Linked DNA regions of Mus musculus: regions 2, 3, 4 and 5 are each linked to region 1. A link is a contact called in public Hi-C and promoter capture Hi-C data. All regions are on one chromosome and are shown on one strand. Each heading gives the region's core, a stretch centred on a gene start, on an enhancer-like site or on the middle of the called end of the contact. The rest is flanking DNA. Distances are from core to core; before and after follow the strand shown.

Evidence for each region. Promoter capture Hi-C pulls out the DNA fragments that hold promoters and counts their contacts. Hi-C and Micro-C count contacts between places; a contact is called where the count stands out from the background. Capture Hi-C pulls out chosen DNA fragments and counts their contacts.
Region 2: a Hi-C map of B cells shows a contact between it and region 1, with 5 read pairs. The contact joins the promoter of Mfsd1 here to the promoter of Nmd3 in region 1. A contact is called at or near these places in 5 of 39 promoter capture datasets (the 3T3-L1 cell line, the C10 cell line, hippocampal neurons and 2 more), 2 of 484 Hi-C or Micro-C datasets (B cells and CD4 T cells) and 1 of 9 other capture datasets (adipose tissue).
Region 3: a contact with region 1 is called in a promoter capture Hi-C map of adipose tissue, with 2.8 times the contacts expected there. The contact joins the promoter of Rsrc1 here to the promoter of Nmd3 in region 1.
Region 4: a contact with region 1 is called in a promoter capture Hi-C map of liver, with 4 times the contacts expected there. The contact joins the promoter of Rarres1 here to the promoter of Nmd3 in region 1. A contact is called at or near these places in 2 of 39 promoter capture datasets (liver and pre-B cells) and 1 of 115 datasets of contacts at active chromatin or transcription factors (bone marrow-derived dendritic cells).
Region 5: a contact with region 1 is called in a Hi-C map of B cells, with 5 read pairs. The contact joins the promoter of Gfm1 here to the promoter of Nmd3 in region 1. A contact is called at or near these places in 1 of 39 promoter capture datasets (liver), 1 of 484 Hi-C or Micro-C datasets (B cells) and 1 of 115 datasets of contacts at active chromatin or transcription factors (astrocytes).

What each region holds. Positions count from the first base shown.
Region 1 is chr3:69,720,187-69,725,395 of GRCm38.p6, reverse strand. Nmd3 (NMD3 ribosome export adaptor) reads right to left here and starts at 3,341. Exons shown (of 16, transcript NM_133787.2): 1 at 3,274-3,341; 2 at 2,930-2,987; 3 at 1,005-1,139. The coding sequence starts at 2,973.
Region 2 is chr3:67,579,587-67,585,141 of GRCm38.p6, reverse strand. Mfsd1 (major facilitator superfamily domain containing 1) reads right to left here and starts at 2,374. Exons shown (of 16, transcript NM_025813.3): 1 at 2,165-2,374; 2 at 446-498. The coding sequence starts at 2,324.
Region 3 is chr3:66,983,288-66,988,115 of GRCm38.p6, reverse strand. It overlaps Rsrc1 (arginine/serine-rich coiled-coil 1), which reads right to left and starts at 2,454. Exons shown (of 10, transcript NM_025822.4): 1 at 2,310-2,454.
Region 4 is chr3:67,512,670-67,517,834 of GRCm38.p6, reverse strand. It overlaps Rarres1 (retinoic acid receptor responder (tazarotene induced) 1), which reads left to right and starts at 2,312. Exons shown (of 6, transcript NM_001164763.1): 1 at 2,312-2,674. The coding sequence starts at 2,420. It overlaps Gm40067 (a long non-coding RNA gene), which reads right to left and starts at 2,586. Exons shown (of 3, transcript XR_001783859.2): 1 at 2,079-2,586.
Region 5 is chr3:67,428,550-67,434,137 of GRCm38.p6, reverse strand. It overlaps Gfm1 (G elongation factor, mitochondrial 1), which reads right to left and starts at 4,023. Exons shown (of 18, transcript NM_138591.2): 1 at 3,816-4,023; 2 at 2,336-2,488; 3 at 651-783. The coding sequence starts at 3,899.

The sequences.
Region 1 (5,209 bases), core at 2,092-4,591:
TACAGAGAAATTTTATCTTGAAAAAACAAAATTAATTAAACCTCATTATAGTAAAATACAAATCCTTTCTGTAAATTATGAATTTTTTTAACCCAGTCTTCCAAGGTCCAGTACACAGAGGTTATTAACAATGTCTGCTAAATACTTTCACCTGAGTTATGTAATGCTTTCTTGCCATGGTATTAAATGGTTAAACACTTTAATTTTCCTGTTTCAAGGTTCAATAAAAACCATTTGTTTATAAGTATTTTCAAAGGATGTTTCAAATACTATTTATCATCTAATAAAAACCCTTCATTCTCATGAGAAAATTGAGACTCAGACTGTATCTAAGCATGACAGAAAACTAGTTTGATAGAAACTTCTAATATTTTGGGGGTCCTGCTTCTTTGTCTAATACTTTTAAAACTTCACCATGTATTTAATAATAAATATTCATAACAGACCAAAAGCCTCATACTTACCAGGCTCACACACTGTAAACTCCCTAAAATAGTACACTAAATTCATGGGCTTATTTATATATGTGCAGAGATTTGGGGAAATACATTTTGAATTCTTACAGAGGTCCACAGACAATTTCCACATACACAAAGCAAATGCTAAACCTATCTGGGAAGTCACAGGCATATAATTTTTATATTCACTGACAAGGTTTAAGTCTCTCACTAGACATATGGATAGATGTAAACAGATGTAGCCAACAACTAAAGGAACGAAACTGAAGAAAGAATGCATCAGCTCTCAGAAGGCGTCTTCTACTGTCAGATTCAGTATCTCACTTTTATACAAATATTTTTTCTATCCTTACCAGATTAGTAGGACAGTAGAAAGCACAGCATAAAACTGCAAATTATTATATCCTTGGTAACATCAACTAGGTAAAAATTAACACTCAACAGCACGTTTCATTCCGTATACTTCAGAGTAATCTCAGCATAACACAGTGGCTCTCTGTATGAAGACCAACTTAAGGAAGCTAAACAAGTAGTAATGTACTGTACCTCTGACACTGTTTGCAGAAAGAAATGGAGACCTGCTTTGGAACACCTTGGCTGATGTCAACTTTACTTCGTAAACAGGCCACACAAATATTGGCAGGATTTGGACTAATTGGGACACCACATTCACAGCACAAGCTTGAGAAAATAAAGCAGATTTTTTCCAATTAGATTTTATACATTTACTAGTCAAAAACAAAACAAAACAAACAAACAAAAAACCCCTACCAAGCCAAAGCCTTCAAGATTCTACTGTTTAAAGTGGGGGAGGAGACACTTAATGGGTCAAAGTGCTTCCAGCTCTTATAGCAAACTGGGGTCAATTTTCAGCACACAAGAGGCAGCTCACAACCATCTGTAACTCTAGTTCCAGGAGAGTCTACCACTCTTCTGATGTCCATGGCCTCTTACATGCACTTAGCACACACACATACACTCACGAATAAAATAAGTTGATTTGTTTTTAAAAGACAAGTGGGGTGTGGGGGGAAATCTTTTTCGTCTTAACAACCAGGAAGCAGGGCACACAGATCTGTGAGTCTCACGCCAGCCAGAGCTTCATGAGAGTCTGTCTCGAAGAGGGGAAAAAGGCAATCTTAAAGACAGAGTGAAGAAGAATCCTGAAACATCGGCAAAAATCAAAGGGCCATAATTCTGAAAATGCTTAAAGAGGGCACTGTGCGACTTTGTCATGCTAATGAACTTCATGCAATGATAGAAATGTCCTAGTCCCTCATCTCTTCTTTAAAATTGGAAAACTAAGAAAAAAAGAAATTAGCAATGCAAATAGTCTAACAACAATAGCAAACACTAATGTGCACATAAATTCAACAATATAAACAAAAGACAGCCAAGTGTGATGGTGCAGACCTTTACCCAGCACTTGCGAGGCAGAGGCAGAGGCAGACAGATCTCTCTATGAGTTCCTGGTAAGCAGGACTTAACATGGTAAGACTGTCTCAAAAGCAAAAATAAACAACAAAGAGAAACAAACAATATATGTAAGATCCGTTTCTCGTTTCTCTTGCATCTGACTCGGCTAGTGGGTGCCCCCTTTGTTCTGAGCATCTACAATGCGTAGATGCGAACAGGCCCCCTTTACAGGGACCCACAATGAACAGTAAAGGAAAATGTACGTATTCCATGAAAACAGAAAGGAGATTATTAAGGAAAGGAAAGGGACCTGTGAGGGGGTAGGAGGGTTAAGGAAGATCAATGGTAGGGTAAATATGAACGCTGTACAATGTTAAATATGCGGACCCTCCTATATACATGAAAATATAATGAAACCCTGTATTTTATGTTACAAAGTAATTTTTAAAAGGAGAAATAGACAAAAATACAGGACAAGAAGAGCACCTATGCCTACCGATGCTCTAAGCTACAGGAGTATAACTCTATAGTGTACTGGAGGCAGAAAAATTTTGTGAAGCAGGCCTGACATAATCGCAGCACTTGGGAGGCTAAGGCTGAAGGGACAAGGCTCTCAAGGTCAGCCGTGGCTACAGAGTGAATTCCAGGGCCAATCTAACAGGACTGGCTCCATCGAAAGTAAGATTTCAACGAAACAGCAGAAAAAGTCTGTGAACCTCCGCCACCGTGGCCCACGGCTGCCCAAAGAAAACTAAGATAATCTTCCAGTGGTGGCCACTAGCTGCACGTGAGCACCGCATACCATGTGGCTAGCACGACAGAGGAGCCGGGTGACAACCGTACACGTCCACTCGTGCCCCTCTAGGAGGACGTCTTCTCAAAGCACTCATTTTTTTCTACACCGGACTTAAAATGGGGTAGACTTCCTATGCGATCAAGACCCAACCGTTTTCTCCCACCGAGAAAAGGACCTCTCCTGCTAGCGTTAACCGTTTTCTCGGTATTTTACGATCTGCAGACGCCAAGGGATCGATCAGGGCGGGCTCGCAACTCACATGTGTCCCGGGCTGTGCTCAATGGACTCTGCCATGTACTCCATGGTTCGCGCGCGACCTATCAAGGGGAGGGAAGGACCGGTGAGACTTGGATCCATCAGGTCGAGTCTCCTGAGTTCGGGGACAGCCATGCGTGCGGCACACAAGCCCGGGGGTCGCGAGCCGCCGCCCAGCACGGCCCTTCCGCCCTCCTCCGCGCCGCGGCTCCGCATGCGGCCGGCCTCGGCCCCACACCCACGCCCCGGCGCCCGTGCGGGCCGCTCGCAGCCCGGGTACAGGGCCCGGCTCGCTCCCTCGTCTGGCCGCTGTTGGCGCAGGAGCCGGGTCTCCCACCCAGAACCTACCAGCAGCTCCGTGACAGGGCGAAATACACCCACAGCGGGCAACCCGCCGGCCAGGACGCACTACCGGCTACCTCAGCCGCGCTACACACCTACGAAGATCTCGCGATAGGAGAACCGGAAATCCCGCGTGCTGAAGGGTGCGGGAGAAGGGGACGGGTGGGCGGGGTCAAAGAATACACGTGTAGCAAGGGGCGGGGCCTATGGAGTGAGTGGGTGGGGATACGGGAGACCGGGCGAGCTGAGCAGGCTCGGGACAGTGATTACAACAGTTTGGTGTCTGTGATAGGCTCACCGTTCCACCCGCCCCCGTATCTTTAAAATGCACTTCTCAGCTCCTGGGGAGAGGGCTCAGCAGTTAAAAGCAGTTGTTCTTACAAAGGACCTGGGTTCAATTCCCAGCACTCACAGGGTGGGCTCACTGACGTCTAGAGTTCCATTTGGAGAGGATCTGCCGCCCTCTTAACTCTGAGGCCACCAACCACAAACTTGGTGCATATATATTCATGCGGGCCAAACACTCAAATACATAAAATACATGGATCTTTCTAAAGAAACATGGCCACTGTAAATATCACCATGGACAACTTAAGAGTATCGAATCGCTGTTTACTAAACAGTTGATGCAAAAAGAAAAAGAAAAGAAAGAAAAACTGAAAACTCTCTATTATATTGCAAACACTGTACTTTTAATAGTAAGCAGAAAATATAAAATGTTTTTCATTAAAGAAAAGTATTATTCTTAAAGAAATCATCTGAAACATATTTTTCTCAGAAGTGGATCCACAAAATAGATGAAAACAGGTAAATCCGCAACTGTAACCGAAACTGATGTCAAAAGGAAGACCCTAGCATTTCTAAGGTCCGAAGAGGTGTCAGACGCCCCGGAGCTGGAGTTACAGGTGGTTTGAAACTGCCCAACACAGAGGCTGAGAACCAAGCTCTTCTGGTCCTGGGAGAGAGTAGCAGATGTTCTTAACTGCTGAGCCACCACCTTTCCAGCTCCACACAATCATCTGTGTTTTATAAGACATTTATAATGAACATGGAAATGTAACTACAGTATAAACTTTAGTTACTTGTTTTTTAAAGATATGCCTAATTTCTACTAAAACAGACAAGGGTGTTTATGTTCTCCACTTTTAATAGAGTGTTGGAAGTTTTTAGCTAGGGCTGTAAGACAAGGGAAATAATAAAGGGAATACAAATAAGAAAGGGAGAAACCAAAATATTCTTATTTGCAGATGCTATGATTCTATACATGAGAGTCCTAAGAACTCCAATAGAAGCCTTAGCGTTGGAGGCTGGGGAGATGGCTGAGTCAGTAAGGTGCTTGCCATGCAGGCTCGAGGATCTGAGTTGGATACCCAGCACCTGCATAAAGAGGGGAAAGTGGTCTGAAGAGATGGCTCAGTAGTCCATACTATTATTCTTGCAAAACACTAGAGTTCAGTACCCAGCATCCGTATTATCATCTTTGAATGGCTTATAACTTCAACTCCAGGGGGATGCCTCTATCTTCTGTGGGCTCCTGCACTCATATTAACCGTCGGCACTATTCAGGTAAATGAGGCAAAGAATTTTTCTTACTAAGCCTGCCTTTAGCCAAGTGGCATATCTAGAGGATCACACTATTCCAATTTAGGCTAATGACTCTAATTGGACTCCAGGACCCTATGACAGTAGAGGGTCTTTGTTCCCCAATGAAGAGGGTTTAAATTTGAATTCATCTTATCAAATAGAAGTGGGAGGATTTCCTTTTTGGATTGGGCATGAAGTTCATATTTGAAAGTTATAGCTAAGGGGCAGTTATTTATTATTCATAAATGAACAAATATGAAGGACCCAAGAACCTATTCATTTGAATAGGGGAGGGGTTTGAAGAAAATATTACTAATAGTCTTTCCATTCCACCTCATTCTCCTCCTCGCCACACTCC
Region 2 (5,555 bases), core at 1,125-3,624, 2.1 Mb after region 1:
AAAAACAACAAATATCAAATACAGTTTTACAACTCAAAACCAGACTAAGAATGCAGATAGGGCCAATACTCAGCAACCAGTATGCACATTTATAAAAGTAAATAACAGCAAAGTTTATCTAAGAAGGCCAAAGCTGTCCCACCACTCACTCAATGGTTCAGAGGAGTGCAAAGCTCCAACCAACACTAGCATTTCCCGTAACACTGTGGGCAGAGTCCATAATTATCTACCTAAAGAAGAAAACCATCTCGAGGCATGTATATGTTATTCAGGAGTTCTTTAGAGAAACAAATTTGATCTCTGCAGCCTGTGGGTGTGGTGATAACAGACACTAGAAGAGAAAGTGGACATCTCAGATGGGGCACCTGAGAGCTCATTCTATCTGAGCATCTGTAAGTGAGTGCTCCAAAGCAAAGCAGTACAAGAACGGAGAAAATCAACTCACCCGTTTCACCTGAGTCTGAAGGGCAGCGGGGTTGTCATAGCAGAAATAGCTGCCTAGAAAAAGGAAGAACACATATTTCACTCGGAATGATAATATCTATATAAGAGTTTCAAGTTACAACTCCTAACTAGTAACTCCCCGGAGGTGTTTAAGGTTTACTATGGCTGACACTATGACAACAGATTTTTTTTTCTTGCTTGTGTGTTTGTTTTACACCACTTCCTGATCTACCATTCCAAAGAACTTCCACAAGGTAGTGGTGTGCATACACAGCATATACCAGAAACCTGATAAAGAGGTCAACATCAACTGCTTTTAATCATTTCGTTTCCGTCTTTCTTCCCATGCTTATCACTGTATTAACATCTTCATGAAATCGCTGCATTTCCCTTACTTAAAAAAAGTCTACAAGCATCCTCTACAGGTGCACGTTAGCTGGGTCCTCACTTTTCTTGAAAGCAGAGGTAACTCAGAGATTCAAACCAAACCAGTATTTGATATAGATCCTGATCCTGCAAACAAACAAACAAAAACAAACAAAAATACCCAGGAGCAAATAACTGAGTGAAAACTGGGCTAGAAACAAGAACAACACAAGCGCCAGTCTAAGGGATCAAATGAAAACTGGCAATGTCTCCTGGGAGCGGGGAAAGCTGACAGGCTTGAAGAAGCCCCAAGGTAACACTGCCTGTTTCCCCGCTGACTCTGTAAATACACAAAGCTAGCGGTCCAAAGGTGGAGAAGGCAGCTAGCGACAGGGCGGCTCTAGTTTCTCAAACCCAAACTTTCAGCCCAATCTACCTACCAAAAATAAACTGTCAACTTGAGTAGGGACAATTTCTTCAAGTGTTTTGTCTATGCTTACTGGTTATTGATTCTAAACCTAGAAACTTCTCCTTCAGGATTTAACTGCTTATAAGAAATTCAATACCATGGTTGGTTGGTTGGTTGGTTGAGACAAGATCTCACTTTGTAGCCCTGGCTGGCCTCTCTAGCGCACAGACATGTCCCTGTCTTCCAGTACTGAGATTAAAGGGCGCCACCACTATCAGCTCAATACGTTTTAAAGCAAATGAGTACCATCTTCTCAAAAATAAAGAAACCGAAGCCCAAAGTATCTTTTATAAACCAGGTGCATGTATTTCTGAATCTGATCCCCCTGAAACACTCTTTCAAGCCAAGCCAGTTGTTACGAATCCGAACAGTTTCAATGTAAACTAAAAACTGTAACACGGGAGGGAAGGGTGTCTTTAAAAGTAGCTAATGAAAGTGTTTTGCGCCAGATCAGATTTCATAAGTGAAACCAACTTAACAAGTGTGGTCCTGCAAGGCTGTCTCACAGAGGAAAGGTAAGAAAAGACTCCTACTAAGGTGTACTTAGCAGTGAACACTATCCAAAGCGGATCCGAGCTCTAAAAGAATACAAAGGAAAGCACTGGGGAATGGGAGGGGTCGCCTGGGGAGGGAGGAAGAGGGACTTAGTCACGCTCTGAAATTCCCCCAGCAACGTTCTGAAACTCTCGGGAGCACAGCTCTCCGGGAGAAAGATCTGAGTTTCCTTCTCATCTGCGTCCCCAGGGAGGAGCTGCTGAACACCGGGGCTTGGAGGAACAAACGTCACCTCGCTCCAGACACTTGGAAAAAGCGGGCTCCCGAGCCCAGGCAGCAGCGCGAACCCTGGAATCCCTCTATCATCTGCCCCAGCCGAGCCCCGCTCACCGAAGCCAAGGAAGCACATGAGCGACAGCACCACGAGCCGGTGCGCCAGGCGGCTGGGGTCGCAGAGCGCGGACAGAGCGCGAGGGGCGCCATGGACTGCGCTGTCCGCCTCGCGGCGGCCCCCAAGCAGCGCCCGATCTTCCCCATCCTCGTCCTCCATCAGCTTGCAGCCTGGAACGGAGCAGGAAGCAAAGGCAGGGCGGCAGCGGCAGCGGCAGCACTCACGTGATCACGTGTGTTCACGTGACTTGCTCGGGCCACGCCTCTCCGTGCTCACGTGAACGGTTGCTCACGTGGTGGCCGGGCTCCCGTGCTGCCTTTCTGTTCTGCCGATGGGGTATAGATCCGGTCGGGAGTGGGAGTGAGCGACCGGGTTCTCATTAACATCTGATTTAAAACCAGTAGGAAGTGGTGGTGCAGAAGTCGTGGTGGAAGGCTTGACCTGAACCCAGCTCAGTCCTCCCTCCCTCACTTCGCCAACTCTTCATGAAGAGTTGTTAAGTTGACCTGACGGAACAGCATATGATGTACCTGACACTTATGTACTAGAAAAGAGGACAAATTCTCTCACCTCTGAATATGGGTGAGAGAATTTCCTTAGGTGGACAGAAACTAATCATGTGGGTGGATGGATGGTGACTGCAGCTGAAAGAGTTATTGAATTCCTCTGGGTTTTATACGTTTATAATTACACGTTTATACTGATCTTGGAGTAAGAGGAAAGTCGAGTAAAGTAGAAACACGAACATCCTAAATGAGGAGCCATTCAGAGATGTCCAGCAGAGTATAGAGACCACTAGGTTTGTTTTGAGAAGTTTGATTTGGCAGCGCAGCCTTCTACCCCACATTTCTAGGTTTGCCGAGTCTTTGCAGTAGAATTTTGAGTGTAGCAAGGCTAGGTGCTAAATAGCTGTAAAGCGTGCCGCAGAAGTGAAAGTGAGAGGCTCAAAGCTGGAGCTATCGCACCAAGGAGAGATCCAGTGACTAAATGAGGACTTGCTTAAACAATAGCACCTGGGATTTGAAAAAGGAGGAGGACTTTTGAGTGTTTTCTAGACTCCTAGCTTGGGCCCTCCAAAGAGATCCAAATATGGGGGATGGGGAAGCAGAGGGACTGTGTCAGAGAGATACCGTTTGGAATGTTTATGCATAGCCTGCTGTCTACCTTGCATTCCCCTGACTAACACTGTGCAGTTGCCAGCACAGTGGTCATACCCCACCTTGGGCTTAATCTTTCACTCAGCATCAGCTGTACTACAATGAAGGGCCTAGACCATCAGTTTACATTCCTTGGCTTTGTCCACAGTATAGATTACTGTCTTGTGCTGGCTAGTTTTATGTCAACTTGACACAAGCTGAAGTCATCTGAGAGGAGGGAGCCTCAGTTGAGAAAATGCCTCCATGGAATGAACCTGTAGGCAAGGCTGTAGGACATTTTCTTAATTAATGACTGTTGGGGAGGGCCCAGCTACCCTTGGGTTGATAGTCTGAGGTTCTATGAGAAAGCAGGCTGAACAAGTCATGAGGAGCAAGCCAGTAAGCAGCACTGTTCCATGGCCTCTACATCAGCTCCTGCCTCCAGCAGAAGGTTCTGTTTGAGTTCCTGTCCTGACTTCCTTCAGGGAGAGACTATGATGTGGAAGTATAAGCCAAATTAATCCTTTCCTCCTTAACTTGCTTTGGTCATAGTGTTTCATTAAAGCAATAGAAACCCTAACTAAGACAAGTCTAATGGCTAAGTCAAAAATACAGGTAAGAGGCTGGCTGCCAGTATCTCTAATCCACTTTTTGGCTTTTTGGGTTTTGTTTGTTTGTTTGTTTCGTTTGTTTGTTTATTTTGTTTTGTTTTTGCCTTTAGAAATCTAAGTAAAAATGGCTATGATAGTATAGACAGTTTGTACTTCTTGTTGAAGGAGGTTGGACTTCTTTTGAATGATAGTCACTTGTGTCTTAATGAAATGCCCAGGGTAATGCCCTCTGGACCTGACCTCATTCTGTGTTTGCTTAGACAGTTCTCAGCTATCTATCCTCCCAGTGGGTCATGTCTACCCTGGCTACATATTTGAGATTTCCACAACCATGACTGTGGTCTGCATATTCACCAAACTAATTAATGTATATACAAATTTAAACTCAAATAACTGAAGATGTAAGTCAAAAAATAATTGGCATGTTATGTCTGAGATGATAATGATAAGTATTAATATATAATATAATAAAATTTTGAGGTTATGCTGACCCTTATCTAACTTTGATGTAAATTTTTATCTTTGTGGGTTTTGCCTTTTAAAATGACACCTGAGCTTTGGCACCTAGAGACTGAAGCATGAGCCCATGCTTGGTAGCCCATCAGTTAAAGGAATCGGCCTTAATTGTTGCCATTAGTGTGTGGTCTGTGTTTTCTCCCATGGATGTGTTTCAGTTTTCTACAAATTCTCTTTCTCTTTTTGACTCCATGTCTTCAGCAGGGCTCCCAGGGTTTATTCCTTTACGTGTTGCTTACGTAGAATCACCAGTGTGTGTAGGACTTGACATTTCCTCCGACTGTGCTTTATTTCCATATAGTTTTTCATCCCAAATCATTTTTTTCATAATGTGAAGGCCTTTACTCTCAAATAAGATTTCAACACCCTTAAATTGAGTATGGAATCACATGTCTGTCATCCCAACTATTTAGCTTTTAATGTGATTAAGACTTAGGCAGGAGACGTGTGGAGCCGACGAAGCCCTGAGTGAGGGACACCATGAGTGTGTGTTGTTGACAAGTGCACATCCATGACAAGGCCCAAGGCCGCAGGCCCATAGTAAATTGCAAAGCCTTCCCTTGTGGGTCAGGCTCAGAACTGGCAAAGCCTTCTTCCTCTGGTCCAAGTATAAATGTCTAGAAGCGATTAGTGGATTCCTGTGTGCAAAAACCAGCAAGTTCAGCTTTCTCCTCCCAGATGCGTACAGCCTGAGAATGCTCATCTACATATACCTCCAGTGTTGTGCTTAATAAACTCTGAGACTCCGACTACCTGACCCCAACTTTTCTACATGTGATGTGTGCTCTCTAGGAAGGGCTGTACAGAGGAAGCAATGTCTCCAAGCAGAGTAGGCTGTTGAGCCTGTGGAAGGCATTTGGGAAAATAAAATCTAGAGACAGGCAATTCCATTTTAGAGGCAAAGGAGCTCTGTGCACTCTGTAGGGGACAGGTGAACTGGTAAGATTCTTGCCATAAGCCAGTGAATTTATTGAGTGAGTCCATAATTAGCTGCATGATGGGAAGGGAAGAATCAAAGCCATTAAGTGGATGAGTTGTTAATCTTGTTAAAACTTGTTCTAAAAAGACAGAAACTTTACCATGAGGATGGCAGAAGACAGGAGCCTGACATGGCTATCTTCTGAGAG
Region 3 (4,828 bases), core at 1,205-3,704, 2.7 Mb after region 1:
AGAAGGGCAATTAGTTTAAGAGAACAAAGGTTCACAGAGGACATGGCAGTTTATAAGTACTTCAGCATAGTGTTTCATTAAATAATGAAAACAGAATCTTTGATCCTGGGTACATGCCCCCTCCTCAATAAAAGGTAGAAAAGTAAAATGGCCGAGTGTGGTGGCACATGCCTACAATCTCATCAGGCTACACAGCAAGTTCAAGATCACCCTTGGGCTGCCAGAGACACTGGAAAAAACAAAACAAAACAAAACAAAAAGTAAAACTAGGGTGAACACTATTTAACATACTATGGAATCCAGAAACAGAGAACCATCCAAAGGAATTGTAAGAACAGAGGCAAAAATTCAGATATAACAAGGCAAAATTCAAAAGAAAAAGAATTCTGTCAAAACACCACTGTTAAGACTGACATATGATGAACTCAGACGCTATGACACATGTACAGGGCCCACACAGGTCCAAACCAGAAAGGATACCAGCATCGAGGTTGGAGTGCTCCAGAAGCGCTCCCATCCCCAACAAGAAGTCATCTCCAATCAACAATTGCTGGAAAAGGAACAATTAGTTCCCAAGGGTACACAAACCACACTTAAGGGCAGGCTCCATCTCCTGCAGTAGATGGCCAACATAAAACAAACACAGAGATCTTTTTGGAAACTTTTTTTTTTTTTTCTCATATTGCTTTGTTTGGTCATTTTTGTAAACCATACCGATCTTTTGCTTGTATATTATGGTTTGTGTGTGTGTACACATTTCTCATGCTTTCTTAGTTTCCTTTTTCTTTATTTGTTAGTTTGGGAGATGAGGGAAAACCATCATCAGAATATATTGTATACAGCCGGGCGTGGTGGCACACGCCTTTGATCCCAGCACTCGGGAGGCAGAGGCAGGAGGATTTCTGAGTTCGAGGCCAGCCTGGTCTACAGAGTGAGTCCAGGACAGCCAGGGCTATACAGAGAAACCCTGTCTGGAAAAACAAAGAACAAAAAACAGAATGTATCGTATACAAATAACATTATTTTCAATTAGAAAAAAAACTACTGTTGCAACAACGTTCTGTAGATTATTTAGTGTCTCTTTTTAAACTAACAAATCACAGGACTTCCTTCCCATATTCTGGGAGTGAAACCAGAAGAAAGTTATCTGTAAATGCACTACAACAACCCTATGACAACCAATTCACATCACAACTCTCCACGCTGAATATGTAGAGACTGGGTCATCGAGGCCAATTAACAGACAAGTGCCAGCTGCCTTTGTCTTTTTCAGCTTCAGACATTTTTAGCCTTCTTATTGAACATACAGTCATAAAGTGCTACCACTTAGCAAGAAATCTCCTTTGTCTGCAAAGAAAGTGAATATTCATAAACTCTAAGACTGGAGAAGCTCTCAAAGGAGAGCTGCTTTCCCCACATGGTTGTACCTGTCACATCTGCTCCACTCCTTAAAACCTGAAAACTCTACGTAGCTACTTCACTGGGAGCTTTTACATCTAAGTTCAAAGATGACAACTCGAATACCTTCATATGCCAGCACATGATGTGTGAATTTATTTAACAACCTAGTACTTAGTAGGGACAAAACTGGGCTGCTGGCAAATCTAGAGCTTTCCCCCCCCCCTCAATAAACATTTTAAATACAACTCAGAAATTACATTAATAATAACCTAAAATCGAGGGCAGACAACATCCATTGTAACTCCTGAGAAAGGTGAATGAGTTCAGGAGTTAACTATCTGGTCACATGACCAAAAGTCTAGAAGGTAAATTCACAGACTGTTTAAAGTGATGTGTGTATATGTCAAGACAGGAAGGGTCTGTCTAACCATGTATTCTCTCTCCAGCCAACAAGCATCCGATAGACAGGAGAAGGGGTGGGGATTCCGTGCACACTTAGCCACAGCCTCCCCCTCGCTCCGACTACCTGGAGGAGGTGAGAGTGAACCTGGCTAAAAAGGAAGGACAACTGGGAATCCGAGGAACGGCGATCGAGGACCCGCGGGACCCGCGGACTGGGGGCTACCTCTCCACATCAACTCCACACTGTAGGCCAAGCCTGGGGCCTGCGGCCGCTCGCCACCCGCGACCACTCCGGCGACCCCCTCGCCCAGAGCCAGCAGGCTGGGACCCTGCAAGGTGCGGGGCGCATGCGCACGGCTACAAACCGCACGCCGCGGGCCCAGGCCCAACCCTCGGCGAGCTCCTGGCCACAGACTGCGCCAGGCCCCACGCCGCCTCCCGCAGAGCTGGGCCTCGCTACGCCTCCTTCGCGGGCGCCGCCCCCAAGCTCTGGACGCCGGCATCACCTGGCTCGACCTTCGGGTTCGCACCTCCCGACGTGGGGACCTGGAACCCCCTCTTCTAACCACGGCGCCACCGGCGTCCTCAGAACTTGCTTCAATTTAAGCTCAGCGCCTTCCTGGTTCCAGCACCAGGCAGCTTCAGCCGAGCTGTCGAGTGCGTCGATGCAGGCTGCTGGACCATTAGGAATGCCGAGCGAGTGGATTGTCATGCCGCCAATTTTTTGTTTAATGTTTGTTTTGCGTGTTTGCATAATTGGATTTTCTTATTCTCCAAAAGCAATAAAGGTGGTACTATGGGATGTTACTGCCTTAGTATTCGCCGTTATCGTCACAGATAATCAGCAAACATCTACATCGTAAGAAGTTATGTTTAAGACATCCGCGTAGAGCAAAATTGGTTAGTTCCTGTTGAGCGAGGTGGAAATTCGCCCAACAATAATAAATCATGGGAGTGTGTCTGCATAGAGTCGTGTGTGATTAAACTGTAATGATTTATTTGCAAAAAAATACATTAAAATCGGTGGGTTTTTTTTTTTTTTCCTGCCATGAAGGTGAAGGCATTCACGGATTGGAAGCAATTAGTTTCTCCTATTAAAGAAACTGTTAGATAGGAGGAAGAAATCTGCCCGATAGGAGAAGGTTCCTCTAGAAGAGAAAGTAAATGGGTAGATTTATAAGAAAGAAAGAAAGAAAGAAAGAAAGAAAGAAAGAAGCTTCTATTACCGAAATTAAAGAAACGTGGCATTTTCTGTAATATACAATATTTTCCTTGTATGACTTTTCTTTCATGATTTAGTATAAGGAAACAAAAATGAGGAGATATATAAAATATTAACTTGGATTCAGGCCTACTGTTAGCTAGATACTAAGGTTCAGATTTCCACAGAGATTTGAGATGGAACTCACTTCCAGTATAGGTTTATTCCTGGAAAGTAACTGGACCTTAACTAGCCAGTTTTGAGGGACTCTTTTAAAACAAAACCACAACACTACATGTTTGTTTTAAATAATTCAAAAACTGGGGGAACTCTTGGGGGGGGGGGGTCCTGATTATTTTTGTATCTGTCCATAGGCTGTCTCCTGAGTTTTAAAGTCAATGTTCCTTTCAAAACTTTGACAAAGTAAAATAAAATAAAATAAAATAAAATAAAGGCTTTGAAATGTCTTTTCTCAGGAAAATATTTGCTGTTTGGTGAAACATCATACTTCATAGCTTTTATTAATACAATTTCCAAACTTTTAATTTCTTAAAACTGAAACTTCCTAAAAGAGGGACTATTGGGGATGGCGAGGAAGGGAATGGGGGGGGGGATATAAGAGGCTAACAGAAGAGGTGTATGTTTCCATATGTGAAAAGTTCATAAAGAAAACCATACAATTATATGCTAATAAAAATTTTAAATTAAACTTCCTTTACACAAATGGGAGTCAGACACTGGAGATTTATCATTGCTTCATCTACCACCCCTATAGTTAGAATGAGTCAAGAAGATGAAATAATAGAGAAATCTATTGGTTCAAATTACAGGATAGTCATGCCTGATCTTTCTCTGGTTACCTTTAAAGTGGTCATCCTTCTAGTACAGAAGATGGCATAAGCGTTTGTATTTAAGTCCTGTGGTTAAAAGGATGAAGAAGCGTCTGGGGGTCTCCTGATCTCTTACCAGGCTTCTAGCAGGGGCTATTTGGGAGGTGTTTACGAATATGTATTTCGTCATAGAGGTTGAAAGCTACTGAAACACCATGTCAACTTAGTGGATCCCATTACTAAATGATCTTTTTTAAACAGTTTCACAAAAGAGTAAAATTCTGTGATTATTCTCCGGAATTACAGTGTTACAGATAGCAGACCGATGCTCAATGTGACATTGCTCCTAAATTCATAGAAGTTAGGAAGCAGTAAGGTTTTGAGTCTTGTGAAATAATAAAAGCAAGAGTTCATGTACTTCAATAATACCTAAATGTTTAATGCAATCGCTGTTAACCATGTAAAGGTATGCCTTTGTCCTAAAAGCAGGGTGGGAAATGTTTCTAGAAGGAAGGATAATGTCAAAGAAAAAGTAAAGCAACATTTCTAATAAGCTTTATTTTCATGTCCTTTAAATGTGCAATGTAGTTAGTATTACAAGAAGTTATGGAACGTCTTAAATTACACTTAAATTCTCGACTGAGAATACATTATGTACCACAATTCTGTGTTCTCTTTACCAATGTTTTAGGTTGTTTGGGTAGAACTTCTGAAATTATTGGCTAAGTGTGTTTTGTTGTTCTAATCAATAAGTAGAAGATATACATATTAATGGCCTGTAACTGCTTTCATTTTTACTGAGTACTGGATCCAAGAGAACGAAAACATTATCTTTTAACATCAAACAAAACTCATTAATATTCAGTATACTGAAAATGCCCCCCCAAACTGCCACTTAAAGAGGTATATTTGTTTACATATTCAAGTAAATGTAACATTTCATATGTAAACATTCTTTTGTGTGAGCAAATAAGTATTTGCATAGCTACAAATC
Region 4 (5,165 bases), core at 1,063-3,562, 2.2 Mb after region 1:
TGTCACAATTCTTTTTAACTTGCTAGCAACAGCAACAATGATAGCAATTTCAAATAGCCATTACTTTCACCTCGGCACATACATGTAGATATGAGCACACTCGAACCTCACAATCACCCAGTAGGGCAGGAGGTGCCACCCAAGCACAAGTGGGGGAGATTCAGCTCAACCTAAGTATCTGGGCTCCAAGCAGGGGCTCCAGGCTCTGGATAACCTGGGGGTGCTATCTCAGGTCAAAAGACCAACATTGTAAGCCCACTCACTTCCATGATCCAAAAGCAACCACTGTTTCTGGTTGGTTCTTCCAGAGGTATTCGGTACATTCATAACTATGTAGCAGGCACTGGGAAGTCTTGACAGGCGATATGGCTAGGGACACTTTTGAATTCAAAGTGAATTGTGAACGTCAAAAAAGAATCTGCATGTACATGTTAACAGCTTAGTACATGCACACTGTGAACCAGTTTACTTGTCCCGAGTTCAGCCCTAGACAAATGGAGGGTTGACTCCAGAAGACACCAACTACACTGCATATTCCAGGAAAGTTCCTGAGCCTAGATGTTTACAGAATGAGAGAAGCTTTCAGGGAAGATGATGGGGGGGGGGGGGGGGGCAGGCATCTCTAATCTCAAAGATGTGACTGTCCCTGTGAGCAGAGGGGCATGGCAGCTCCAGGATAATTGTCTGCCTTGTTCTCCTCCTCCTGGCTCGGTGAGATGGAAGGCAGCTTTTCCTAAGGATGTCTATCCACTGCCTTCTCTGGTTGCCTGCCTTTCTATACAAAGTGCAACATAATATTCAACCCATCTCTGCTCATTGGCATTTGTGGCAGGAGTGGGAACAGGTATCCTGGCCTCTTATGTACACTAGGAAGCACATGTTTTCTGACAGCTGATGTCCACTTTGCTTCCTAAGTGACCATATGGGTACTGACCATGGTTAGTCCAGGGGCAGGGTGAGAGAGGGAAAGAAAATGGAAACAAAGGATATGTGGGCCTTTTTGAAATACTCCACCTACCCCAATGATTCTGCTGTCCCCTCTTGATATGACTGCCAGCCCTGACCTGGGTTAAGTCACCATCTTAAGGCTTCTGGCTCCCTCCTCAATTTTCTGCAGAGCATGCTATTGCAAACAGCACAGGACACGTTCCCTTGGCTCATCGACTGTAGGTGTGCTCCAGATGTTTATCTGGTTGCTCATCCTCATCTCCCCATGACCCAGGTGTTTCGTAAATCTGCAGAAGGAAAGACAGTCCACAGATGGGCAACAGGGGGGAGTATCGTTTAGACAGTTTCTCTTTGTCCACAGGCCTATGGCTTGGTGATCATAGGATGGCTCCTTCCAGAATCCCGTCTTTGAGCACTGGAGTCTAAGGCAGATGGCAGGCAGTAGGCTGCAGGCTGGGATGGCAGGAAAGATACCCAGCCAACTGCTCCCTTTGTTCCACAGGTGTCTCCCAGCTTCACAAGCAGTAGTTAACAAATGGGTCTCAATCATTCTTTGGTCCTTCAGGATAGCGACTGCTGCTGATGAGGTGGGCTAGACCCCTGGGTATCTCCGGTTGTTCTGTCTCTCTTACATTTCATTTCATTTATTATTTAATTTGTTATGTTGTACGTAGGTAGGTGGGTGGGTGGTGGTCGTAGGACAACTTGCTTGAGTATGTTCTCTCTGTTCACTACATTGGTCCTGGCAAGACTCCAGTCATCGGGCTTGGTGGCTAGCACCTTTACTCACTGAGCCACCTCACAGGTCCCTAAAGGGCTTTCTCTTACCTGTGGTTTAGAAAATAGTAGCCACCTCTTGCCTTCAGTGACGCGTTGATTCCACACCTCACGCCACTGGAATCTGGCTTCAACCCAAGGCCCCTCTCCAGTATTAATTAATTTACTTGATTCTCAAAACCTCTGTCCGGTCGCCCACCGCCCCTCCTCCCTACCTGGCCTGCAGGTGCTCACTACCTGCTCCCGCCCTCTGCACACTTTCCCTGTTTCCAGCTGCCTCTTCTCAAATTCCCCATCAAGGCCAAGGCCACTGGTCCCTGTCACCACCCGTCTCCTCTTTCACCTCAACTAACCTTTGGAGTGGGTTCTAAGACCTGAGGGTTGTGAAATTGCAGCAGCCGCAGGCGACAAGCTAAGTTCCCAGAGTTGGAGTCGGAGTGTGCCCTCAAGGAGGCGCCCCACTGTCCCATGTCCCCTCTCACCGCGTCATGGGGACATGGGACATGACCCGCTCTCCCGGAGGCGCCTTCTGGTCCTTCTGCTTGGACAGGGAGGCGAGGAAGGGCGGCGACCCGGGGGCGGAGGGGAGTGGCCGCCGTGGCCTATTTCCGTGAGCACTGCGAACCGGGTCCAGGGAGCTCAGCGCCAGCTTTCCCCATCCACGCAGCCCCGTGGGCCCCTGCCGCCCGTGTCCATGCAGCCCCGTCAACCCCCGATGCCAGCGCTGTTGCTGAGCCTCTGGCTGCTGCCGAGCCTCGCACTGGCCGCTGCTGTCACTGAGCCCGCGGACCTGGAATACACCGAAGTCCCCCGGCAGCCCGCGGCCGTGGGGCTGCCACGCGGGATCCTGCAGCTGGCGGCGCGCGCTGCGCTGCACTTCTTCAACTTCCGCGCGGGCTCGCCCAGCGCGCTACGGGTGCTGGCCACCGTGCAGGAGGGCCGCGCGTGGGTGAGTGAGCCGCGACGCGGCGGGACACGCTCGGGGACCGCAGCGTTCCCAGCCTGAGCTTGTGTCGCGCGAGAGGCGCGGAGCCCTCCAACGCTGCCTCTGCCTTTCCGGTATTTCTGAGGCCAGAAATACTTAGCGTGTTTGAGAACCTAAGAAAAAAGGTCCCATGAATAACAGCCCCTGGTCGGGGTACCCAGTGTGGGTGTTGGCATGCGCACTGTGTACCCAGTCTACTCATGGCTTAGACTCTATGGCTCCTACCAAAGTAGGGGAGGTGTGTGTGTACAAAAGCTAAGCCAGCTCTCTACATCGCAGACACGTTTCTAGAGTTTCGTTGTTCATGGCAGGCCACCAGTGCAAGGCTTCGGGATAAAGTGGTAAAGGTTACTCAGGGGTCTGACCAGGGACCATTCAGTTCTGGTATCTTCTTAATCTAACTAGGGAGTGACAGGGCCGCCGTCTTCTGCATAACTGAAAGGGCGATCGAAACTTTTCAGCTCCTAGATCGCTTGCTGATTTCCGGACAGTGGCTGTAGATGTGTTGCTCTCTTCATTAAACAGATTTTTAAAGTTACACAACTGCGGAATCCCGAGGCAATGAGGCTCCCGGGGTGTTCCACAAAGCCACAGATCCGCAGCCTTGCATCTTCTGTAGAGTGGAGCATAAGATTTAAATTGGTGTGATGATAAAGACCATCCTCCGTGTAGCATCAGATGATGTGAATCACCTTCGTAACTCTCAGCCTTATTTCCTTATTTCTAGAAAAAGGCAAACTACTGTGAGTGTTAAATAAACAGCAACAGCAAAACAATCTTTACTGTCTCAGGGACAGTCTCTACTCCAGGCTCCATCCAGCCTTTACTAGTTCACCGGAGAAATGAAGTCACAACTTAAGATCTTGTCCTCTTCTTTGAGGAAAGAGGAGCCCTGATGACAACCTCCCTCGTTATTGGGGGGTGGGGGGGGGGAGAATTCTCTATTAAAACAAACAGACAAACAAACAAACAAACCCAGACGGACAAAGTTCACCAATTTTCAAATACCAGGGATTATTTTCTTTCAATCCAATATGATTTTTAAAAAAATCATAAAATAGAACTAGTGAGACAGTCGTTGGGTAAAGGTGCCTGCTGGCAAGCTTGTGAGTTTGATCCTCTGACCAGGAGGTGGATGAAGAGACCTGACTCCCCCAAGTTGTCCTTTGACTTCCACGTGCCTGCTACAGCATGCATGCACACACATAATAAATGTCATTTTTTTTTAAACTCCTAAAATACCTAGCATTTCTGGGCTTTTTCAGCTACCCCTTGGCATCCTTACAAAAGCAGCTAGCTCTCAACATCTGAAGGAGAGCTCACTCCTTTCGTGTCAGCAGGAGCTTGGGTGCTGTTCAGCATCTGTAGTGGTCACTTCAAGGTGACCCTAGCTCATCCCAAATGGTGGTGTATGCGCGTGAACACAGATAAACTTGGAACTCAAGGCTATGAGAAACAATGTTACATTTCCCCTTAACCTCGCTGATAATTTAACACTTATGTGACTGCAGGAGCCAAGGAAAAGAGGCCAGTGTGCCAGGAATCAAGTTCTTCCACAAATCCAGTGAAATTGTTTTCCTTCAAAGGTTACTAAAACTCCACCCTTAAAGACGATCAAGCAGGCCAGTGTTGAAGTGATAGACATCTGGCAAGGGCCTGCAAGGCTCTGTGAGAATGGAGAAACCAGGACTGGCTTCCTGGAATCTGAAGCAGGTGCTGCTGTTTCCTTTTTTTGTTTTGTTTTGTTTTGGTGTGTGTGTGTGTGTGTGTGTGTGTGTGTGTGTGTGTGTGTGTGTGTGTGTGTGTATTGTGTCTATACCCCAGGCACCTGTCCTACCACTGAGCTATATTCTTAGTTCTATGTAATGAAATAATGTGGGCTATAGACTATGTATTCACATGATAAAAGCAGAGAGTCGTGTTTCAGAAACATGTGCATAAACTCGGTCGTGATGAGGGACGCAGTTCTTGCTGTATATTTCGTCTTAAAACAAAACAAAACAAAACAAACAAAGCATGAAAGCCAGGCACCCAAATGACTCCAGCTCTAAGATTCCCTCGATTCTCTTTTTAGTGCTTCAGAGTCCTCATTCTAGAAACACTGTTGCCCTCTGGTGGTCAGATGCAGCCATCACTGCAGATTATGGTGTAAGAAAGAGCAAGGACCTGGTCTCAGTTCCTAATTGCAGAGGAGACTTTACAGCTGCCTGTGTTCTCTGCTATCCCTGCCTGCCTGATGTCACCTTGCTCCTGGCCATACACTACCTATTCATAATCAAAATTTTCAACTTTCCTGCTACCACACAGCACAGCCTCAGGACCACAGTGGGTGTGGGGAAGATTCCAGGCAGTAGTGGAAGTTCTTAGGTACTGGTTGTCCTGGATCAGGCCCAGGGTGCTTTTTCCATTACTAGAAATATTGCTTTCACTGAAATTTGGGGGATTTGAGCACAGT
Region 5 (5,588 bases), core at 2,774-5,273, 2.3 Mb after region 1:
TTCTTTGATAAAACATCATGACCAAAAGCAATTTGGGAAGGAAAGACTTCACACTTGGCTCAAAGGTTACAGTCCATCACGAGGGAAACCAGTGTAGGAACTAAGGCAGAAACCACAGGGGCCGCTTACTGCCTTCTCAGCTCACTTTTTTATATCTCAGGTAGGTTCACCTGCATGCAGGCCAGGGAGTGGGGGTGGGGAAGTTACGCCCCAGTAGGTTTGGCCTCTATCAATTAGCAATCAATAAAATGCCTGACAGACACATCTGCAGACAATATGACAGCATGTCAAGCTGGCAAAGACAGACAACACAGGACACTTCTCACAGTGTCCTGTGTTGTCTGTCGCATCTTTAAACTGTGACGTAGATTCCTCATGTCTTCAATCTTGTGTATCGGGTTCAAGGCTCAACAGGATTACTTCTAAAGGACATTAGGGGGAGCTATGGCAACGGGAGAGCTCTTCTTACTTTCTTAGTGTTATTTTTCAAAGAAGCAACATACAAACAAAGTGCTTTAAGTCCCAAATCTGGTAGGAATTCAGTTTTGCACTTTTAAAATCTGATCCTCAAAGATGAACTGGATCATGGTAGTAAAAAGAATTACATATACTTTTGCTTCAAGAAAACACAAAGCAAAGGGCCCACTTACCTGGCGTGTCTATGATGTTGATATTGATGTCTTTCCACATGGTATACGTAGCTGCTGACTGGATCGTGATCCCTCGCTGCCTCTCCAGCTCCATGGAATCCATGACAGCGCCAACTCCATCTTTACCTTTCACCTAAACATGAACACAAGAACTCACATTTTTCTCTCATCCCAGAAAGAAATCTTGACTGAAACAGAACCAGAAATCAAAGCTAACGTATGCAAGTGTGAGATGAGCCTAATCCTATAACCGTATCATTTCATAAAACTCTTGTTTCCTGTCTCGGCTCCCATACTCAGTTCTTCCTTGTTGGCAGCTGACAAGCACTTGGGGACCACCATCTGCTTCCCCTGAACTGCTGGCTGCTGGCGTTTCAGAGTCTACGAACTCATGATATTCAGGCAGCAGACCTCTCTGCGGCTCTCCTCAGACTGTGAGCACAAAATGGGAGTGTTTAGCTTCTAAAGGATATGGTTTGGCGGATGCCCTTCGGCTGAAGAACAGCCTGAGCGGGCGTTAAGTCACTCAGTGGTTTGGCAGTATCTTCGAGTGCCAACATTTTAAACAATGCTTTTCTGGTAGGTTTTTGTAGAACTTGTATTCAGTGCTGTGGATGAAACTTCCTGAAAAGAAGCCATGTCTGGCTGTGACTGCAGACCTCCTGGAAGGAGTCTATCTGCAGAGTATGATGGACCCATCAGAATTTCCTACTGGGGAGAATTGGAATCATGCAGGTTCAGGGGCTACTTACCCTGTGCTGGGCTGTGCCTTGCCCAACCGTGTATCTGAAATAACACCTCATGAGAATACACTAAAACCTCTTAGACGCGATTAACTTAGCAGGACACTAGCGTCTGCCAGTCCTAAAGCTAAGAATGTCGTCTTGGGCCTATAGAATAGTTTCCCATCTCATTGTCCTTGCCTCTCTGGTGTGCCCACCAATGCATTTTAAACCTGCCTTGATCTCTGACTTTCTTTGTTCTATAAAATTAGAACATCATGAAACTGCTTGCATGGTAGAACATTAAATTTGGGACAACCTGTGTTTCTGAGCCATACTCAAAATGGCTCCAGATAAAAACTCTGATTTCCTTTAAGATGAAAGCTGTGTGTTTTGTTTTGACATGGACAGCACCTTTTGAGATTCACTTTCCATTTAACATTATAAACATGGATCCTTCATTGACATGCGTAAGACTGTTGTGACAGCTGTATAAGGGTCTGTCATGCCATCTCAGCATCAACCCAGGATGTTCACAGCCATCACTCACTTCTAGAGGGGTTGTGAATACACAGTCACATCTCAAGCCAGCTTGACCTCTCCTCTTTGTCCATCTGACTTTGGCTAAGGAGCCTCTGTGGCAGTGGTTCCCATCCTGTGGGTTGCAACCCCTCTGAGGTGGAACGACCCTTTCATAAGGGTTGCCCAAGAACATTGGAAAACACAGATATGTATATTACCATTCAGTTATGAAGTAGCAACAAATATAATTTTATGGTTGGTGGTCACCACAACATGAGGCTATGCTAAATGCTCGCAGCATTAGGAAAGTAGAGAACCACTGCCCTGCACCCGACCAGTTTTCATCCTAAAACAAGGTTTTCTGAAACTTATGAAACTATAACAACAGTAGAATTAAAATCGATTTCTGAATCGCTCTGGAATCAACCGCTAAGCACACACCTCGTGCATCGTGGCAATCCTGCCAGTGTAGTATAGCACCCGTTCTGTTAGCGTCGTCTTCCCAGAATCAATGTGAGCTGAGATCCCAATGTTCCGTATTTTTTCATTGGGAACTGGCCCTGACGAACACCATCGGCGGGTCTTCCAATCAGCCTGAGAAACAGTTTTAAAAGCTCAGTTTAGCACACCTATTATACGAGATCACAGTTAAAACCTGAACTACGGACTTGTTTTCTCATCCTCAAAGCAAGGTTCTCAACCTCCGTATTATCTAAGGAGCCCTGGATTTAATTCTGAATAATACTCATAAAAGAAGCACAACTACTGCTTCTAAATGTTAGTTTTAAACTTGAGACTTTTAAAGGTTCGTGTATATGTGTTTTGCTTGCATATATATCTCTGCACCACGTGCACGCCTGGTGCTGGAAAGGTCACATCGCCTAGAGCTGGAGTTATGGATGGTTCCGAACAAAGATGTGAGTTTTGGGCATTCAACTCTTCCTCTGGAAGAGCAGTCATGGGCTACGTTTTCACCCCTCCACTGTGTGGGTCCCAAGACTGACACTCAGGCTGTCACACTTGACAACTACCCTTATGGCTGGCTGATCCACACTGCTAACTTTTAAATACACACTACCATAATAGTCAGAGCTATACCTCTCAATGGCCACTTTAACAAGAGATACAAGTTTTAGATTGAATTGTACCTTAGGTTCTCTGTCTTCTCCCGTCCTGTAATTCACAGCTAGCAAGGGGCATATGGGTCTACCCAACTAACAGCCACAAGACAACTCCAAAAAGGTTTCCAATTTCATCTGAACGAAAACAAGGAAGTGCCTTTTGGGGTGGTGGTGTTCCTGTCAGCTTTACAGTGGGGGGTGGAGGGGGATGTATTTGTTGAATCAAAACAAAACTGCACACCCAAACGCTTGGCAAACACTTCTGGGTAGAGGGAAACTGGGCACATGTCAAAGAAGACAGCTGACAAGCGCTTGGATGGTTAAACCACAGGAACACTTGGTAGCAAAGCAAACGAGGTATCCATGACAGGTAAGAGGTCACATCTACCAACGGCTTCCCTGCTCTGAGTACCTCACTCCAAAGACTTACAAAGTTTAATCTATACACCTGACTGGGAAACTTGGCCAGAGAAGAGTACCGGGATGTTGAATAGAACCCACACGTTCAGAGAGCATCCAACCACACCCAGTAGTAAGAGGACCACTGGATAACGAGTCCGAAATCCGGGATTCGAGCCCCGGGGACACTAACTTTCATCTGACCTTCACTCGGGGCACTTCTCTTTAAGGTAGATCATCAGGAAGGGAGGGACCCCGGCGCAGAGCTGCGGGTCGCAAGGCCGAGCTGGCATGCGGATACCCAAGGGCTTACGGGGCTCGGGAAATCGCTGCTCAAGACCCCAGGTAAGGAAAGGTGTCGCCAACCTGCCCTGCTCTGGAAGGTTCTCTGGCACCAGTACCTGCTTCCCCTGCCAGCCCAGGACTGCAGGGACCCGAGGGAACGGTCCACGCCCCAGGGCTGCGGCGACCCGCAGCAGCCGCATGGCAAGCCTGGAACAGCCACTTCCAAGGCTCCTGCTCTGAGGTGATCGGTTGTGCTCAGCGCCGGCAGCAGAGCGGGAAGAGCTCAAAGTCACGCCGGCAACCGGAGCCGCAGGAGCACTTCCGGGAGGAAGGTCAGGAGGACGGCCAGAGGAAGACAAGGGAGAGGCACCTCTGTCTGAGCTCGACGTGGCGCGCGCCCTCTCCTGGTCAGGAGGAGAAAGCGTAGTTTATGCAGAGGATTGTCACAGGGAGGTGTCATTACTACGGAGGCAGGTACTCTGGTCCCTTTGTCTTTAAAGGAAAAAAATAAAAATTAAAAAACCATCTCTGTATAAAAAAAACAAAAACGTGCCGGGTATGGCGTCACACATGTCTAATAAGAACACTTCAGAGGCAGAACTAGGCGGATCTCTAATGAGTTCCAAGATAGCCTGGTCAGCAAAGAATTCTGGGCCAGACAGGACTAGACAGTGAGAACCTGTTTCAACAAAACAAAACAAAAGCTGCAGATTTTAAACATAGTTGTTTTACCTGCATGACAATGGGAAAACGTTTATAACAATTTAAATGGAAGGAGTACACAAAAATGTATTCATTACTACAGCATCAGAGAATCTGGGGGAGGGGCTGGAGATACGGCTCAGAGGTTAAGAGGTCTGCTCTTCCTGAGGTCCTGAGTTCAATTCCCAGCAAACGCATGGTGGCTCACAACCATCTGTAATGAGATCTGGTGCCCTCTTCTGGCCTGCAAGGTATACATGCAGGCAGAAAGCTGTATACATAATAAGTAAATCTTAAAAACAAATACTTCAAAGAGACTCTGGGGAAATGAGAGTAGATATATGTTGGATTACAAATAAAATTTTTCAAAACCTTCTTTATTGTTCATCAGTAATACTAGCTATGCATCTTCAAAACTGCACCCGTGGCGCTTCTGTCTGGGCTTCTTAAAGGCCTCAAAAACGTTGACATATCTAAAACAGAGCTTCTAGTCTTCCCCAAACCTCCTCATACAGTCTCCATCTTAGCAAAAGAATCTCCGTCCATCCAGTTGACCTAGCCAAAGATGGCAGTCACTTGCTGGCTCCTGTAATCTAAGCCTCTCAGCATATGCGAACCTCCCATTTCCTTCCACCTCTCCACAGGGCTATTTCTTCCTGGGGTTACTGTGATGAGAACCGGGTTGATTTCACGGCTTTTGTCTTTCCCGGTTTTTTTTTTTTTTTTTCAGTAAACTCACACACTGACTAAAAGGATCTTCTCAAGCCAGACCATATTCCCTCTCCGCAGAAAATGATCTCCTTACTTTAGTGTTGTTAGGCTGGAACCCGTGCTCATCACCCCCCGACACACCCCCCCCCCACACACCCCCCAGCTACAAAACCCTATGTGCCCTCCTTCCCCATCCTACCACACAGAAAAAGCTCCCTGACCCCTCAAAGGAAACTACAGCCTAACAGGTCATCATCTTCCTGATTCCCGCTACCCACCTGGGAGTGCCTGCCTGGGCGCTCAGCTTTTTTTTTTTTTTTTTTTTTTCTTTTTTCTTTTTTTTAACCTTATATGGGCATAATCCCATGTTTCATCACCACACGGCCCAAAACTATAAAACCTCCTTGCTTTATCCTGGGCGAATGACTTTACTGACCTCCACCTGATAGATTGGCCAACTCGCCAGACTGCTGCCT